Regions from separate parts of the Nomascus leucogenys genome. Here region 2 is linked to region 1. Evidence: chromatin contacts called from public Hi-C data. All regions are on one chromosome and are shown on one strand. The core of a region is the stretch at or near the end of the contact, and the rest is flanking DNA. Distances in the headings are between cores, read along the strand shown.

What was found. A called contact is a pair of places that touch in the nucleus more often than the background predicts.
Region 2: a Hi-C map of a lymphoblastoid cell line shows a contact between it and region 1, with 2.4 times the contacts expected there. The contact joins the promoter of IL10RB here to the enhancer-like site in region 1. A contact is called at or near these places in 2 of 4 Hi-C or Micro-C datasets (both in a lymphoblastoid cell line).

What each region holds. Positions count from the first base shown.
Region 1 is chr25:18,587,991-18,593,349 of Asia_NLE_v1, forward strand. No RefSeq gene overlaps it. Among named protein-coding and RNA genes, the nearest start is that of IFNAR2, 18 kb to the right of the region's middle. Within about 2 kb of position 2,776, the one cell type or tissue checked has an H3K27ac peak away from gene starts, as active enhancers do. A contact at or near this core is called in a lymphoblastoid cell line, where this site is marked.
Region 2 is chr25:18,649,595-18,655,019 of Asia_NLE_v1, forward strand. IL10RB (interleukin-10 receptor subunit beta) reads left to right here and starts at 2,764. Exons shown (of 7, transcript XM_003263868.4): 1 at 2,764-3,145; 2 at 5,033-5,156. The coding sequence starts at 3,097. IFNAR2 (interferon alpha/beta receptor 2) reads left to right here. Exons shown (of 8, transcript XM_030806097.1): 8 at 1-2,285.

The sequences.
Region 1 (5,359 bases), core at 1,526-4,025:
AAAAGATAGAACCTAATATTAAAAAAAAAAAACCCTTGCATATTTGCTAGTGGGGATATACATTAATGCAAGAACATTGGAGAAAAGTTTGACATTTCCTTCTAAAGTTAAAAATTCACATATCCGGCCGGGCGCGGTGGCTCATGCCTGTAATCTAAGCACTTTGGGAGGCTGAGGCGGGTGGATCACGAGGTCAGGAGATCAAGACCATCCTGGCTAACACGGTGAAAACCTGTCTCTACTAAAAATACAAAAAATTAGCCCGGCATAGTGGCGGGCGCCTGTAGTCCCAGCTACTGGGGAGGCTGAGGCAGGAGAATGGCGTGAACCTGGGAGGGGGAGCTTGCAGTGAGCCGAGATTGCACCACTGCACTCCAGCCTGGGCGACAGAGCCAGACTCCGTCTCAAAAAAAAAAAAAAAAATTCACATATCTTATGATATAACAATTTCACTCTAAGAATTATACCTAAAATGCTTGCACACATACAAGAATGTTCATGGCACCACAGTTCTCAATAACCAAAAACTGGAAACAACTCAACTGCTCATCAAGAAAAGGGAGAAGGATAAACTATGGTTGTATTCATTTTCTATTGCTACATAACAAATGACAAACGTAGTGGCTTGCAACAGCACCCGTTTATTATCTCAGTTCTATAGGCCAGATGTCTGGACATGTCATGGCTGGGTTCTCTACTCAGGGGCCCACCAGGCTGAAATTAAGGTGCTGGCAGGGCTGCAATCTCATCTGAAGGTGGGGGCCCTCTTCGCAGCTCACTGGTTGTTGGCAGAATTCAGTTCCTAGAGGGTGAAGGAGTGAGTCTCCAACATCTTGCTAGCTGTCAGCTGGAGCCATTCTCAGCTTCTAGAGGTTGCTGGCCCCACGGTCCTTTCCACGACATGATAGTTATCTTCTGCAAGGCTGGCAGGAGATTTTCACTGCTACTTTGGATGTCTGACTTGCCTGTCTCTGGACTCTAGACCCAGGTTTAAAGTGTTCATGTGATTAGATTAAGCTCCCTTCCTTCAGGTCCACCGATGAAGGGCATTAATTATGTCTGCAAAACCCATCACAGTAGCACCTAGATTCAAGTTTGATTGAACACTGTATGTTCCCCAGGGCCCAGAATCTTGGCAGTCATCTTCAAATTCTGTGTCCTACAATGGTCTATTCACACAGTGAAATATTACACAACAGTCAGGTAGAGTGGATGATAACCGCCTGCAACAAAGGGATGAGGCTTGGCAGTTTGATATATAGAAAATATAGACCCAAAAGACTGTAAATTTAAAACAACTAAAATTTTTAAAGTACATTTAAGGAACACATATAGAAAATATAAAGTAATATAAGAAAGGAAGGAGAGGAACTGGATTCTGAACTCATTGCCCAGATTTGAGGGAAGCAGGAGGAGGGGTCTGTGGGTTCATAGATGCCATTATACTATTTAAAATAACTAATGAATAACTAACTAAAGCAGGAGAAATATGGACCAATGAGAAGAGAATGTCATGAATGAATGATTATGATTTTCCCTATTCTGTGCACCTGATGTCTAACAATGAAGAAGTTCGGCCTCGATGGCTCACACCTGTAATCCCAGCACTCTGGGAGGCCAACGGGGGTGGATCACTTGAGCCCAGGAGTTTGAGACCAGCCTGAGCAACATGGCAAAACTGTGTCTCTACAAAAAATACAAAAAAGTTAGCTGGGCATGGTGGGGTGCACCTGCAGTCCCAGCTACTGGGGAGGCTGAGTGGGAGGATCACTGAAGCCTGGGAGTTTGAGGCTGCAGTGACCTGTGGTTGCACCACTGCATTCCAGCCTGGGCAACAGAGCAAGATCCTGTCTAAAAAAAAAAAAAAAAAAAAAAGATTAAGAAAACAAAAAAGATTTAAAAGATTTGAGAAATGAAAGAACATATTACGGAATTACAAAATGTGTTCCCTCCAGGACCGGCAAGGCAGCTTGGTTTCCAGATAGCACCAAAGAAGCGCCAAGGGATTTGTCTCCTCAGGTCAAACCTCTCTCCCTGGAAAACTTCCAAAATGTAAGTCGAAATTATTATTTGTTCTTGGAGAAGCCTAGTCAGAAAATACTAAGGATAATCAGATGGCACTGTCACCCCTCAGACCTCAGTCAGCCTCTTACTCCTGTTTCCCGTTTCCACCCGCCCCCCGCCCGCCCAGGCACCACTAGTTCTTTGCATCAGCATTTAAAAACACTCAATGGTGCACTTTGGGAGGCAGAGGCAGGACGATCACTTCAGCCCAGGAATTAGAATCCAGCCTGGGCAACATAGTGAGACCCTGTGTCTATTCAAAAAAACCTTCTTTTAATTATAAAAATAGAAAAATAAACACACTCAAGACTTTCCCATTTGGGGGAGAAAAAAAAAGAATGAAGCAGGACCCCTCTCCTCCCCCACATCTGCCTCCAGCTGCAACATATCTCCCTTCCTTGCCTTCCTAGCAAACTTGTCGAAAACAAGTCCTCTACATTCTTGTCTCATCCCTTCCCCATTGTGCAAAACCCGCACTCAACCAAGTCACCAGCGACTTGTTCAGCACTTAATCCTCCTGATATCTCAGTGCCCTTGGACTCTGTCAGCCACTTCCTCCCAGAATCCTTTGTCGTCGTAGCTGTGGTGGCGCTCTGGTGGCTTTTCTATAATCTCTCTGCTCCTTTTCTGTCTCGTCTGCTCGCTGTTGCCTGTAGCTCTGCCCTCACAACCTCAGTTTCAGTTCTCCAATCTCTCTGGAATAGTTCATCTGCACTCACAGGACCAACTGATGCCAGACACTGCTGGTCTCCAGATCCATTCTCGCAGTCTAAATCGTCTTCACTCTGGACATACGGAAGCAGCTGCCTCCAGGAAACCTCTGCAGTGCCCTTAGCAATTCCACCTCTCTGTGCCTTCAGTTGAATGCATCATTTCTTTCACCCTCAGCATGCTGCTTCTTGTTGTATACTATATTAGGGTTCTCCAGAGAAACAGAACCAATGAGGTATGTGTGTAGAGGGAGAGAGAAGGGGAGAGAGGGAGAAAGAGAGGAAAACTGATTGGTTTTAACGAGTTGACTCATAAGATTGTGGGGGCTGGCAAGTCTGAAACTTGCAGGACAGGCCAGCAGGCTGGAGACCCAGGGGAAGGTTGATGTTGCAGCTTAAGTCTGAAGGCAGCTAGAAACAGAATTCCCTCTTGCTCAGGGACTTCAGTCTTTTCTCCTGAGGCTGATCTGATGAGGCCAGGCCCTATTATGGAGGATAATCTGCGTTATTCATGGTATATGTTTTCACATCTTTAAAATACCTTCACAGCAACATCTAGGCTGGTGCCTGACCAAACAACTGGGTACTGTGGTCCAGCGAAATTAACACATGAAATTAACCATCACACATACCATCTTAGAAAATGGTTCCACCATTTAACAGATGCCTTAATCCAGGATCCTGGGAGTTTGCCTCAGTTCCTTATATGACCCAAACTTCACACAGCCAATCTAGCACCAAATTTTATGTACTCCTCTTCCTCAATATTTCTCATCCATCCCCACTGCCTCCTCGTCCAGGGCTCTATTACATCTGAACTGCTACAAGAGCATCCTCGCTGCACTCAAGTTTCCAGTCTTACTTGCTCCAAATCTTTCCTCGACACAGCAAAAGAGAGACAAAGCTTGTTAACTTGTGAATCAGATCATGCTGAATTCCCTATGTCATCTGGATTCCTCACAAATGCCACAGCTGTCACACAGTCTGGTACAGGTGGGATCTATCATTGACTCAGACATCATGAGTGTTATTGGTATGTGATTTTCCAAAATGGAGAAGAACTCATGGTAAACTTCTGAACAAAACAGAGTACAATCTTCTCTCAATTTACACAGCAGTTACAATTCTGGAAAATGCAGTGATATTAAAACCCTACCATCTGAGTCTGCATGGCTGCTATAATAAAATACCATCGAATGGGTGGCTTAAGCAACAGAAATTTCTTTCTCACAGTTCTGGAGGCTTGGAGGGCAAGATTGAGAATTGGTTACTGGTGAGGGCTCTCTTCCTGGCTTGTAGATGGCCATCTTCTTGCTGTGTCCTTACTCGTAGGGACAGTGAGAATTCTCTCCTGTCCCTTCTTATAAGGGCACTAATCTCATCGTGAGGGCTCCATCTTCATGATCATGACTTAGTCACCTCCCAAAGGTTCCACCTTCAAATACCATCACATCAGGTGCCAGGACCTTAACATATGAATTTGAGGGGTCACGATTCAGAAAGTATGGTAAAATGTAAAACAGAGTTAGGTTCTAAGCTCAACTCATTAGAAACATGTTTTGTTTTTTACCTACATAAGGATCTAACCATGGATTCAAGAGTCTTGAAGAGCTCAGAACTACTTTCAACATGGGAGACCATCCTGAAATTACAGAATATTTAGCATCTCTGGCCTCTACCCACCAAGTGCCAGTAGCACCTGCCCATCATCATGATAACCAACTTTGATCCCACAACTTTCCACAATGCCTCCGGGGGGTGAACATACCCCACCACTGGACTTCTACCACTAACCCCAACCTACACCTGTAGCTCAAGCCCAACTTTCTAATCACATATCTCAGTCCTTTAGCCAGGAATCCCATTTTCCTACCATGGCACTCTCTACTCCAGAGTCATTCATCACGAAGCCTCCCCCCAAAGCTTTGGCATTCTTACTGAATGCTGATTTTTGCTGAATGCTTATTCTTTCTTTTTTCTTTTTCTTTCTTTCTTTCTTTTTTTTTTTTTTTTTTTTTTTGAGGCAGGGTCTCACTCTTATTGCTTAGGGTGGAGTGCAGTAGCACGATCTCAGCTCACTGCAGCCTCTGCCTCCTGGGTTCAAGCAATTCTCCTCCCTCAGCCTCCAGAGTAGCTGGGACAGGCATGCACCACCACATGGGCTAATTTTTTGTATTTTTAGTAGAGACAAGGTTTCGTCATGTTGGCCAGGCTGGTTTCAAACTCCTGACCTCAAGTGATCCACCTGCCTCAGCCTCCCAAAGTGTTGGGATTACAGGTGTGAGCCACCATGCCCAACCCTGAATGCTTATTCTTTTGCTGACTTCTTCACCTTTTTTCCTTCCCAATTTCCAGACCCAGTGGAAATTCCTTCATCACTCCCCAATCAGTTAATCAGAAACAAAATAATCCAATTTGGGCTCTGAATTCGAGGGGTTCAGTAAATATTGTTTGCAAACAAATGTCATCCTCACTTTTCCTGGCTACACCTGCCCGAGGGATGAACAGGAAGAGGTCTGGACAGCAACAAAATGATCCTGGGAACCTTACTTGGTTCTTCTCTCACACCCAGAGAAATTATTGAA
Region 2 (5,425 bases), core at 1,514-4,013, 62 kb after region 1:
AACTTTTCCCAGCCCCTCTTCAGAGGGTCTGTGGTCTGAAGATGCTCCATCTGATCAAAGTGACACTTCTGAGTCAGATGTTGACCTTGGGGATGGTTATATAATGAGATGACTCCAAAACTATTGAATGAACTTGGACGGACAAGCACCTACAGGGTTCTCTGTCCCTGCATCCTAACTTGCTGCCTTATCATCTGCAAGTGTTCTCCAAGGGAAGGAGTAGGAAACTGTAGAGTGTTCCGTTCTTCCAGGTGACGTCACCTATGCACATTCCCAGTAGGGGGACCATAGTATCATTCAGTGCATTGTTTACATATTCAAAGTGATGCACTTTGAAGGAAGCACTTGTGCACCTTTCCTTTACACTAATGCACTTAGGATGTTTCTGCATCATGTTTACCAGGGAGCAGGGTTCCCCGTGGTTTCAGAGGTGGTCCAGGACCCTATGATATTTCTTTTCTTTTTCTTTCTCTCTCTTTTTTTTTTTTTTTTTTTGAGACAGTCTCATTCTGTCGCCCAAGCTGGAGCGCAATGGTGTGATCTTGGCTCACTGCAACGTCCGCCTCCCAGGTTCAAGTGATGCTCCTGCCTCAGCCTCCCTTGCAAGTAACTGGGATTACAGGTGCCTGCCACCATGCCCCGCAAATTTTTGTATTTTTAGTAGAGAGGATTTTACCATGTTGGCCAGGCTGGTCTCAAACTCCTGACCTCAAGTGATCCGCCCTCCTCAGCCTCGCAAAGTGCTGGGATTACAGGGGTGAGCCGCTGTGCCCTGCTGGCCCTGTGATATTTCTGTGAAATAAATTGGGCCAGGGTGGGAACAGGGAAAGAAAAGGAAAATAATATCAAGAGCTGCAAAGGAGGCAGGAAGGGAGGAGGAGAGCCAGGTGAGCAGTGGAGAGAAGGGGGGGCCCTGCACAAGGAAACAGGGAAGAGCCATCGAAGTTTCAGTCAGTGAGCCTTGGGCACCTCACCCATGTCACATCCTGTCTCCTGCACTTGGAATTCCACCTTGTCCAGCCCTCCCCAGTTAAAGTGGGGAAGACAGACTCTAGGATCATGCATGTGACTAATACAGAAAGGAAACATGGCATCGGGGAGAGGAATAAAACCTGAGTGCCATATTTTAAGGTTAAAAAAAAGCAAATACAAAGATGCTTCAAGATCTTCAGGAGAAGTATGGCATAAAAGTTTCAGAGACCCTATTTGACAATTTTCAGAGTGCTCTCTGTGCTGATTCCGAATCCGAATCGAGTGTGTCAGCTGTGATTACAGTTCCTGTGAATCTAGGCCGGGTTGGGGGGTTGTGGGTGGGGGAAGGGAAGTCTGACCCCGAGCAATTGTTCCTGCCTGTAACCCCAGCACTTTGGGAGGCCTAAGCAGGCATATCGCTTGAGGCCAGTAATTCGAGACCAGCCTGGGCAACATGGCAAATCTGTCTCTACCAAACAAAATTAGAAAAATTAACTGGGCGTAGTGGCATGTGCCTGTTGTCCCAGCTACTTGGGAGGCTGAGGTGGGAGAATGGCTGGAACCCAGGAAGCGGAGGTTGCAGTGAGCCAAGATCACGTCACTGCACTTCAGCCTGGGTGACAGAGCCAGACCCTGTCTTTAAAAAGGGGGTTGGTGGGGAGAGGTTCTAGAATGTCATGTAGCAACCAGTTTAAGGACTGGGACTCAGGGATCCAACTCCCACAGTTTCCCTGTGTGACCCTAGGCATTTGACTTAGCCTCTCAGAGCCTCAGGTTTTTTGTTTCTGAAATAAAAGGATTGGACTAGGTAATCTCCCAGATCCTAGGAACCCAGGAGAAAGATGAGAAAATGTACAAGAATGAACACTCAGGTGGAAATGTTGCAACCCTGAGAAGCCCCCAGGATGAATGAAAGGCACAGGACCCTCTTACCCCTCACCCCTCCCCCACTCAAGGGCTGGTTTCTCAAACCTTTCTCTTAGGCCCCTTCAAAGGGGGAAAACTAAAAATTATACAAGTTATAGCTCAAGGACTATAGATTATTTATATGATTGCTCAAAAGGATAGGGCTGTGAGGAGGGGGGAAACACCTTATTTAATCTAATGAAATTCCATAGGAGAGAGACCTTTTGTATATGGAATCAATTTATCTGCCTTCTCAATGCATCTGTCATATTCTGAAAGATTCTGGGTTGATCTTTTGGGATAACCTCTATGGCTGTGAGTGTGTGTGTGTGTGTGTGTGTATTTTTTAAAATTCTGTATAATGGAGATTGGTAAAAAATAATACAGCAGTACTTTTTTAATACAAACTTGGTGTGGTCTTGAGTTGTTTTCCGTTGGAGAGTGTACGTGTGCCACAGATTGGTGCACCTGCTGGCAATCTGGTGCAATCTCTAGGATTGCACCAACTCCCTCTAGCTCTTCTTGGTGGCCTGCAGGGGCCTAGGGTGCATTCACTTCCCTCTGCTTGACTTTACGTGGTGTTCTAGCGTCAGACATCAGGCGATGCTGTACATTACCCAAGACATTGGACAGCTCCGGATTTTCCCATCTAACCACTAATCAAGTTAAAAAGAGGAAATTAACGCTTTCTCAGTAGTCTCTGAAAGAAACTAGTTATTTGCATAAAGATAACTTGGTTTTGTGTTGTTTATCCCTGGGGAGGAGAAGGGTAAAGAAGACCCTCAAACTGGATTTGCTGCTGAAGTGCTTTTAACTCACCTGTGCGGAGAGCGGACTTCAAGAGAGGGCGTGCCGGTGCTCCGGACAAAACCTGGGGAATACTGAAAGCCACCACCACCACCGTCATTCCAGCATCCAGTTCTCAGTCCTGGGTTGGTGGTGTAGGGCATTTATTTGACTTGACGGCGCCTTTCAAAGCTTGCGAGGATCCCTTCCTCTTCCTCGTGTGCATCTGCCAAGCCGGTGCCCCGCGCCTCGCGGGCGGACCCGGGCTGGTGGGCGGGGCCTGCAGCGGGGTAGGAGCCCGGTCGCCCGGCCCCTCCCCACCCCGCCACGCCCCGCTCCGCTGGTTCCCGGAAGCGACCGCGGACAAGCGCTCCCGGGCGCGGGCGGGGGTCGTGTGCTTGGAGGAAGCCGCGGAACCCCCAGCGTCCGTCCATGGCGCGGAGCCTCGGGAGCTGGCTGGGTGGCTGCCTGCTGGTGTCAGGTGAGGAGTCCGCGGGGAGGGGGCGCGCTTGGGAACCGGGAGGCCCCGCGAGATGCCACCCCGATCCCATCCGTGGGCGCCCTGCAAGTGACTTAAGAGGCATCGGGGCCTCGGGACAAAAGATGCGAACGCCACGGCCGGCTGCTGAGACGCAACTAGGCTGCTGCTGCCGTCGATTCTGTAACAGGAGAAAGCCCCGTCCGCGCCCGGATTACAGACCGTCTGGGCCCTAAACTCAGGGGGAGACTCCCGGCGTCTTTTGACTCCCTGTCCTCCTGCAGCTCTCTGCTGGCGGGCGTCTAAATAAAGTAGCTTCCCCAAAAGACCCAAGATCCCACCGTGGCTGTCATCTGACCCTTCTGGAGACCATCAGTTCAAGTGGAGGCCCCCACCAGCCCCCGAGTGCCCTGACAGCCCTCCCCAACCCGAAGTCTGCCCCCTCAGTGCCAGCCCTCCCTACAGATGTGCCTCCCATCACCCGCTGCACCTCCCCTCCTTCCGGTTCAGGCCTGAGCAGCCTGAAATCTGGATTCTGCCCCCCCAGCGCCCCAGCTCCATGGCTTCTAAACCTAAATCCATTGAAACCTTTTCTGACCTCCTCTAAATTGACTGTCTAGGTTCCAATAACACCATGGTCACCTCCTTCCTTTCTCATGAACTCTTCCCTGGCCTTCCGGGATACCCCTCCGGTTTCCCGCCTACTCGTCAGGCTGTCTCTGCTTGGGACCCTCCTGCTCTGTCAGGTTTCTATGTAGCTAATTGTGATGCCCAAGGCCTCTTCTCTCCTTCCCTGGCACTGTTCCTTTGGGGGATTTCAGCCAAACCCTGGCATTAAACACGGGCTATAGGCCCATGACTCGCACATTTATATCTCTCTTGGTACCAGTTGGGTGATGGGTGGTGGTTTATTATAGTCTTCTACTTTTCTACTTGCATGTAGGTTTCAAATTTTCTTTTCTTTCTTTCTTCTTCCTTTTTTTTTTCTTTTTCTTTTCTTTTTTTTTTTTTTTTTTTTTTGAGACAGGGTTTTGCTCTATTGCTTTGCCCAGGCTGGAGCGCAGTGGCTTGATCGCGCCTCACTGCCACCTCCGCCTCCCGGGTTCAAGCGATTTTCCTCCCTCAGCCTCCCAAGTAGCTGGAATTACAGGTGTGTGCCACTACACCTGGCTAATTTTTGTATTTTTATTGGAGATGGGGTTTCGCCATGTTGGCCAGGCTGGTCTCGAACTCCTGACCTCAGGTGATTCATCTGCCTCGGCCTCCCAAAGAGCTGGGATTACAGGCGCGAGCCACCATGCCTGGCCAGGTTTCGAATTTTCTATTAAAAGGTTTGAAAATAATTTCTGTCTCTAGCCCACATCTGTTCTTGGTGTGACCTCTGGGCTCATTCATCTGGCTGTCTCCCTGACGTTCCTACTTCAGCCTCTCCCCAGCATCTCCAACCTAATGCAGCTCAAATGGGACTCGTGAGTTCCCCAGCTGAGCTCCAATCGGGGCACCAGCTGCTTAAGCCCAAAATGGACATTGACCTCAGCTTTTATGCATCAAATGTATCAGGAAGTCTCCAGTTTGTTTTTACCTCTGGAAATATATCTGAAATCCACATACCCCACCCTACCCCCTCATACCTTTCTGCCACCACGCAAATCCAAGGCTCCTTTGTCTGTCCCCACTTTACTCCTGCCCCTCCAGAAATTTATCCTCATGGCTGTTCAAAGAAAATCTAGCCTCCTCAGCACAGCCAACCCGTCTCTGTCTCCCTCCCTCACCCACGTGGCCTTTGAAGACATGGAGCCATAGAGGAGAACCAAGTACTGGATGTGGGCTTTCTCATGGGCTTCCATTTTGAGGAAAAAGGTTGTAAATGTTTTTGTCTTATTTTCATAGCATTGGGAATGGTACCACCTCCCGAAAATGTCAGAATGAATTCTGTTAATTTCAAGAACCTTCTACAGTGGGAGTCACCTGCTTTCGCCAAAGGGAACCTGACTTTCACAGCTCAGTACCTAAGGTGGGTCTGGCCTCACTATTGGCAGGAACGCACTGGAGGAGCCAGCCCTGGGCTGGTCACTGGGTTGGGCCACAGGAGGAAGGGAGTCTGACTACGGTCACCGTGTGACTGTGACAGCTCTCAGGGAGCCTCCCTGCCAGGCTTTTTCTGTCTGGGAAATTCTTGTGGCCACCTTTTCTCTTTTAGATTTTCTAGTTGTGATGGTTGATGATTTGACTGTTGATCACAGGGCTGCTGGCAGATATAGACATTTTATCATGCGTATGTAG